Regions from separate parts of the Ovis aries genome. Here region 2 is linked to region 1. Evidence: chromatin contacts called from public Hi-C data. All regions are on one chromosome and are shown on one strand. The core of a region is the stretch at or near the end of the contact, and the rest is flanking DNA. Distances in the headings are between cores, read along the strand shown.

Region 1 (3,890 bases), core at 787-3,286:
ACTCTCACCAGAATGACAATGAAGAGAACAGAGAGGCAGACCTCGGTGCCGAAGACAGGCCTACTAGCCACACACCACAAGGGGCTGCATCCAGAACACGGTTTAAAAACAGGCCGCACTGACGGCACCCAGCTAACTCAGCAAGAGAGTGGAACACGCACTTTACAGGAGATGACAACCCACTGGGCAGCAAGCCTCTGTGAAGCGTTGCCTGCCATCACTGGCGACTGAAGAAACGCAGGACAGCGACAGCCTCTGCCTACCCGCCTTCGGGCTGAGAGTAGACAGGGTGGGATGCTACTGAGCGCCCCTGGCCCCGGGGAGGGCGGGTGTGTTACCTGCCAGGACGACACACCCTGGTCCCGGCAGGTCCACTCAGGACACAGAAACCACAGCAGCCCCACAGCAGGAGGCAAGGAGGGGTCTACAACGTGGCGCCACGTCCATGAAGACCGGAAGCCAGACTCCTCAGGGGCCCTCGGGGTCAAGGGGAAAGAGGCCAGGGCAGCAGTCGTCCTGCGTCAGGACAGGCCACCCGGGGAAGCAGGGACAGAACTGGCCCCGGGCTTCTCCCAACTCGGCGGGCTGACCGCCAGCGCTGCTGCAGGACTCGGGCAAGGCTGACCTGGCTGCCGCAGTCCCAACAAGGGCGCCCCACCACACACGCTCCCCTGGGGTTTACAGGAAGTTCCAGCCCAGGCCTGTGGGTGTCAGGGGACAGGCGCCGGGCCTCTCGCCGGCTGGGAGCTTTGCGGTGCAGAGGCCCCAGGGCCCGACTCCTGCTGAGTCTGCACTTTCTACTGTGTAAATGCGTGTTTGCCCTGTAAACTTCTGGGTGTGGACTTTCTCCCTGCAGATCTATAATTTCTCAGAAGAGCAGCTGAGAGATGACCTGGAAAAAAATCAAAGCTTGATAAAGGGAGGAAGACAAAGCCAGTCCTTGAGTCATGGGATGAGCAGGGGAGGAGCCACGAGGCAGGGGGTCTCTGGGCCCCGGGGGCTCCTGCCTCACTGGAAGGCCTCCACAAGCCTAGCCTTACCCACGCATGGTTCTGCCTTTTTCAAGCCCTGCTGACACAGGCCCTCCACCCCAGGCAGAGCAGAGGAAGGGGTGGGCGGGCACAGCAGCCATGGGCAGGGTCCTGGTGAAGGGGAGGGGCAGCTGGAGGCCAGCCCAAGGACGCAGCTGGGTCTGGAGGAGCCGCACCCAGCCTCCCACGTCTGACCTGGGGCTGACCTCAGGCCAGACACTGGGCCCCCCGAGGCCTGCACACTGTGGGGTGGCCGTGCCCCACAGGTACCCCAGAGGGCAGGATGGGGCCACTGCTTCGGGGGCTGGTCTCACAGCCCCAGGATCTGGCCCCCGAGGCCAGGCCACCCCCACTCTCCTCTCTGGAGAATAGGGCTGTGAAAGCAAACAGAGCAGCCAGGACCCGGCCAAGCATTCCTAGAAGAGGCTGGGGGTGGGGCACGGCCAGACAGCAGCTGACCCTGAGGTCACGGGAGAAGAGGAGGCTGGGCCGGGCCCTGGGAGCTGACCGAGGACCCCACCCAGGTGGGGAGGAACGGGCGGGGCGTGGTCAGCATTCGGGGGACTGGCAGGCCCAGCTTAACTCCCACACGGCCATCGGCTGGGCAGGGAGCCCCCAGGAGTCCCCGAAGGGCCCCCACCCCCAAGCAGGGGGAGGCTGAACACTAGCCCCTCACAGGCTGCTCCAAGGGAGACCCCCGCCCAGCACTGCCTGCAGCCCCAGCTCCGAGGCCAGCCCTGCAGGGGGATGGGGGGCAGGGGAGCCGGGACGATAGGGATGGGCCCTCGGGCCTCAGAGCCACACCGGCCCCCTCACCCCTGAGGGCATGGTAGGCAGACGCCGCCCCAGCCCGTCCCTTGTGCCACCTGCCCCACACTGCGCTCTGAGCCGCCGCTGGCGCCCGGCAGGAGGGGGTTAACGGCGCTGGGGCCAGCAGCTGGGCTGGCCGGCGACACGGGTGCTGCCCCGCGGAGGGGAAATCCAGAGGGCAGGAGCAGCGGCCCAGCAGACGACCCGCTCCCGCTCAGCACGAGGGATGGCCCCAAGCAGAGGTGAGGCTCCCTCGGCCCCGCCACTCGCGCAGCGGTGGCCAGCCCATGCCCCCGGCCTACCATGGTAGGGGCTGCCCCCGGGAGGGCTTCGCTCTGGGAGCCCCCGGGGGAAGCCTGGCCGCTCCTCTGGGGGGAGCGCCCACCTCCTCTCCCACCCCGGGCCCTGGCGGGGGCGCAGGGGATGCAGGGCCTCGCACAACCCCAGGGCCCTGCCCAGGCCCCCCCAACTCCTTGGAGGCCAGGCCACTGCCACCCCGTCCCCTTGCGGAGCCTCGCCCACCCCAGCTGCTGTGGCCACCCTGAGACCCGGAGCACTCAGGGCAGGGAGGGGCCCGCTGCGGGGGACAAGCCCAGTGCCCAGTGGAACTTCCGGGGGGCCTTGAGGGGAAGCCTGGCATCCTTTGTCCAGTGACAGAACCAGTCTCCAGTGGTCAATGGCCTGGGGCCCCATCTGCCCGCGAGGCTGGCACCCTCCTCCTCTCCCCACGCTGGCGCTGGGCTACGTCCCTGGTACGTGCCACACACATACCAGGGAGGGGAGCGCCCCCGATTGGGTGGTCTGACTGGGGCAGTGGGCATCCAGCTCAGTGTCCAGGCCCTCAGGGCAGCAAGCGCTTGCCCACCCAGGCCTGCTCCAGAAGGTTCTGTCGCTCACACCTTCCTCCAGGCCTGCCTGGCAGCCGAGGCTGGCTTGAGTGTCCACCTTGGAGATGAGACTGACCCACGGCCTAGTGGCCAGGTCCCTGGTCCCCAGTTCCCTCTGGTCCTGCACAGTGGAAAGGGCAGCTGGTCTTGACCTGGAGGACGTCCCGGTCCTGCCCGTTGACGCGGGGCCCGCGTCTCTCGCCCACACCTCCGCTCTGGTCAGCGGGGCCTTCTCTTAACGGGTGTGTGTCGTGGTCCTGGGGTGCAGCTGAGGCCTGGAAGGTCCCATGTCTTGCTCCGACCTGAGTCCCCGTCCCGGGCCCCTCCCCAAGCCCCTCTCCCCGCAGGAGGCCCGGCCCTGGTGGTGCTGCTGGTCTCCTGGGCAGCGCTGGGTCCCCACGGCCTGGAGGGAGTGGAACCCACGGCGCCAGCAGACCCTGAGGGCCTGCAGTGCCCAGCCGTCTGCTCCTGTGGCCATGACGACTACACGGACGAGCTCAGCGTCTTCTGCAGCTCCCGGAACCTCACGCGGCTGCCAGGGGGCCTCCCGCCCGGCACCAGGGCGCTCTGGCTGGACGGGAACAACTTCTCCTCCATCCCTGCGGCCGCCTTCCGGAACCTCTCGGGCCTGGGCTTCCTCAACCTGCAGGGCAGCGGGCTGGCCAGCCTGGAGCCGCAGGCGCTGCTGGGCCTGCGCAGCCTGTGCCACCTGCACCTGGAGCGCAACCGGCTGCGCGCGCTGGCGGCCCACACCTTCCTGCACACGCCCGGCCTGGCCTCGCTCGGCCTCAGCAACAACCTGCTCAGCCGCCTGGACGAGGGCCTCTTCCAGGGCCTGGCGCACCTCTGGGACCTCAACCTGGGCTGGAACAGCCTGGCTGTGCTGCCCGACGCCGCGTTCCAGGGCCTGGCCGGCCTGCGGGAGCTGGTGCTGGCAGGTAACAAGCTGGCCTACCTGCAGCCTGCGCTCTTCTGCGGCCTGGGCGAGCTGCGAGAGCTGGACCTGAGCCGGAACGCCCTGCGCAGCGTCAAGGCCAATGTCTTCGTCAAGCTGCCCAAGCTCCAGAAACTCTACCTGGACCACAACCTCGTGGCTGCCGTGGCCCCGAATGCCTTCCTGGGCATGAAGGCGCTGCGCTGGCTGGACCTGTCGCACAACCGC
Region 2 (3,519 bases), core at 187-2,686, 140 kb before region 1:
ACCCCTAGCCTCAGTTTCCCCCTCTGTAAAATACAGAGTTTTAAATAAGACAGTAGCAGGACAGACTTAGGGTCTGGCTCAGAGACTGTCCTGATGTGGTCTAGAGTGTCACCCCAGGCCAGTTCCCCTACTTTTCTCAGCCGCCCCTAAACCCAGAGCCTCTTTTCTGGACCTACGTTCCCTCAGGGCGGCTTCCCACACTACGGGGAAGTCAACAACGACTTCGTCATGCTGAAGGGGTGCATCGCGGGCACCAAGAAGCGGGTCATCACATTGAGGAAGGTCAGTGCCAGGTGGTGAGCGGGGAGTGGGAGCCCCATGGGCTGTGGAGTGGGTTGGGGGCAGGGGGCTGGCCTGCCCAGTCCTCCAGCCCGCTCCAGGAGGGCAGGGTGGGGAAAGCAAAAAGGGAGGGGTTCTAACAGAAGGTGGGTGAGTGAGACCCTCCTGTGTGGACTGGGGGTGACAGGAGGGGCTGAGTGGGGACCTCCCGCCTTGTTGTTTTCCCTCTCCCACGGGCCCCAGTCCCTCCTGGTGCACCACAGCCGCCAGGCCCTGGAGAACATCGAGCTGAAGTTCATCGACACCACCTCCAAGTTTGGCCATGGCCGCTTCCAGACAGCCCAAGAGAAGAGGGCCTTCATGGTGAGCCCATCCGCCTTGCTCTCTGGGGCTCAGACCCCACATCCCATCTGCCCCAGGGTGGGCATCTGGGGCCCGCATGCCCCTGCACTCATCCACAGAAGGGGCTTTCAGGGGTCTAGTCCTGGGCACGTGGTCTTGCCGGAAAGGAAGCAGGGGAGGGACCGGCGGGAGGGGGCGCGGGGCTGGCTCCGAGAACCCAGGCGGCTGGTGAGACCCTGTGACTTAACCCTCCTCCTGTCCCTCGCCCCCCAGGGTCCCCAGAAGAAGCATCTGGAGAAGGAAAAGCCGGAGACCTCCGGAGACTTATAGGCAGGATGGGACGGAGGGGGCCTGGAAGAAGCGCGGCGCAACCCCCGCTGGTGCCCTAGTCTAATAAAAGCCAGAGGCAGTTCTTCCGTGGTGTCTCAGAGTTGGGGGGCACGGAAAGGCTGGTCAACAGCCGGTACTCCAGGGCTTAGAGCCGGGAAGGGAAGAGAGCTGACATGTCTTCCGGTTCTCTGCAGCCGCCGCCAGGTGGCGGACGCGGTCGGCTGCGCGCCCTGCGGCTCGGGGCGGGGCCTCGGGAACCTCAGAGCCAAGGTCCTGGCTGGTGGGCGGGGCCAGCTGGAAGATGGAGGGGGCGTTTCCTCGGAAGGGCCCTCCCGGAGGCGGAAGTCGAAGCGCTAGCCTCGGGGAGGGATTGGACCACGGAAAGGGGCGGGGCAGTGGGAGGCGGGCCCTGCGAGGGTGTCTCGCATCCCCGGACGTGATTGGCTGCCTGGGGGAGCTGGGCCTCCGGGCGCCGGGGCCGGGTGGGGATCAGAGAGGGACTGGTTCTCGCTGGGCGGGCACAAGCGGCGGGTCCTGAGTCTGTCCTCGGATCCGTCGGAGGCGTCGCCGTGCGGTCGTCCCTCCGGCGCCATGTCGTTCTGCAGCTTCTTCGGGGGCGAGATTTTCCAGAACCACTTTGAGCCGGGTACGATCTGTAACTTCTGGGAGGACAGCGGGCCGGGCCGTCGCTGCCCTCCGGGTGGCGGTGGAGCCCCAGGAACGCGGGACGAGTGTGGCCGCGCGGGGAGGAGCGCATGCGGGGCAAAGGCTATATGGAGGAGGGAGGAGTCTGGGGGGCCTGGAGAGAAGGGGTTCCCCAGGAGAGGGAGACACTGGAGAGAGCGCAGGCCTTGAGTGCGAGCGTGGCCCTTTCCGGGGAAATCTGTGCGGTCAGGGTAAGCGCGGGTGGCGACGCCTTTCGGGGTATCCGAGTCAGGATCGGGACTTTAGAGGGACGCGCTGGAAGGTCCTGTCCAGGAGCAGCTCCTGTGACTGGCTCCCTTTCCTTGGGGCATCGCCCGGTTATGACCCCAGCCCTTTCTCCTCCGCAGCTCCCCAGACCTGCGGGGTGAGCTGGAAAGCACAGAATGTCCTGTTGGGATCCAAATGTAACTGCCTGGGTGCCTCCCCCGCCTTCTCAGGGGGCCCAGGGTTGGGTAACCAGGCCAGGCTCCCAATGGCCAGTCAAGTTTGACTGGACAGCCTGGGCCAGCTAGGAGGGGTGAAAGGTGGGGGGTGAGTGGTTGGTTGGGGCATGGCCCACCCTCAGCCCTGGCCCCAGGCTTTGAGAGATCAGGTGAATCACATTCTGGGCTGTGCTGCCTGGTCATAGGCTAATTTGGTAAAAATGTGTCCACAGGCAAGACTAGAGCTGCGACCTACCCCTGGGCGGGGTTTCTTGGATGTCAGCTCTCTAGGGGCCTGGGCTGTGACACCTGGCGTCTCTGTGAGCCAGCTGCGACATTAGGACCCTCTGGTTGTGGGACTTGGGGTTGCCCTCCAGCTGCTCAGCCACACTAGAAACCTCACTTCCACAGCACCTCCTGGTTCCTCTTTTCTTTCTCAAGTTACTGGTAAATGCTGAGTTGTCATGGACTCCAGGGAGACTGTCTCTAGGCCGGGCAGGGGGCAAAAGGTGACTCAGTACCCCTTGAGGGACCCCCAAGCAGTTTCCTGTTCTGCAAATCAATTTTGCGACCTTTCCCCTCCCCTCCTCAAGGTGATCTTTTGGGGATAGTTTAAAACCCATTTTTCTCCCTGCCCCTCTGTCTTCCTGGGCCCTCTGTCTGGACCGGAAGTATTTTTATTGGGGTCTTTCTTTTCCTGCTTGGAGAGCAGGCCGGTGGCTGGGCATCCTGCTCAAGGCTTCTTTGGGCAGAGGGTCAGCCGTGTGGGAAGGGAGGTGGGCTAGTGGTGGTGAGGCCTGTTTATGTGTTTGGGGGGGCAGAGCTGTGTCCTCATCAGACTGCCTGGGTTCCTTCCTGACTGCACACCCTGTAGCTGAATGTTTTGTATGCCTGTACCTCAGCTTCCTCATCTGTAAAATGGGAACATTTGCGTCACAGGGTTGTTAAGAAGAGCCAGTGAGATAAGTGTGAAAAGTGACTCTCCTGGTCTCTGGCACAGGCTCAGAACCATTCAACATGAACTCCATGCCGTGTCTCCCCCACAGAGTCGATTTCCAGGCCTGTGGGTGGTGGGTGGGTGCGTGGGGAGGATGTGCAGCCCACCTAGTAACCCGGGCCCTGCTGTCCTCTCCTGGGGTCTCACCCAGGATTTGGGAGCTCACCCCTGAGGCGCTGGAGCCAGCATCTCTGCTCTTGCCTCCCTTCCACCCCAGGTATCTACGTGTGTGCCAAGTGTGGCTATGAGCTCTTCTCCAGCCGCTCCAAGTACGCGCACTCGTCCCCATGGCCGACGTTCACCGAGACCATCCATGCTGACAGTGTGGCCAAGCGGCCAGAGCACAATCGGCCTGGAGCCATAAAGGTGGGTGGTAGCAGCAGGGAGGCAGGGGAGGGGTGTTGGCCGGGAGGACCCGGAACCGGCCCCTGCTTCCTGTTGCTC

The links. A called contact is a pair of places that touch in the nucleus more often than the background predicts.
Region 2: a contact with region 1 is called in a Hi-C map of liver, with 4 times the contacts expected there. The contact joins the promoter of MSRB1 here to the promoter of IGFALS in region 1. A contact is called at or near these places in 3 of 16 Hi-C or Micro-C datasets (liver, mixed tissues and omental adipose tissue).

What each region holds. Positions count from the first base shown.
Region 1 is chr24:1,890,564-1,894,453 of ARS-UI_Ramb_v3.0, reverse strand. IGFALS (insulin like growth factor binding protein acid labile subunit) reads left to right here and starts at 2,036. Exons shown (of 2, transcript XM_042240110.2): 1 at 2,036-2,083; 2 at 3,076-3,890. The coding sequence starts at 2,068.
Region 2 is chr24:2,028,628-2,032,146 of ARS-UI_Ramb_v3.0, reverse strand. MSRB1 (methionine sulfoxide reductase B1) reads left to right here and starts at 1,436. Exons shown (of 2, transcript XM_060406031.1): 1 at 1,436-1,597; 2 at 3,293-3,519. The coding sequence starts at 1,543. RPL3L (ribosomal protein L3 like) reads left to right here. Exons shown (of 10, transcript XM_027961462.3): 8 at 141-282; 9 at 523-642; 10 at 895-1,033. The coding sequence ends at 1,010.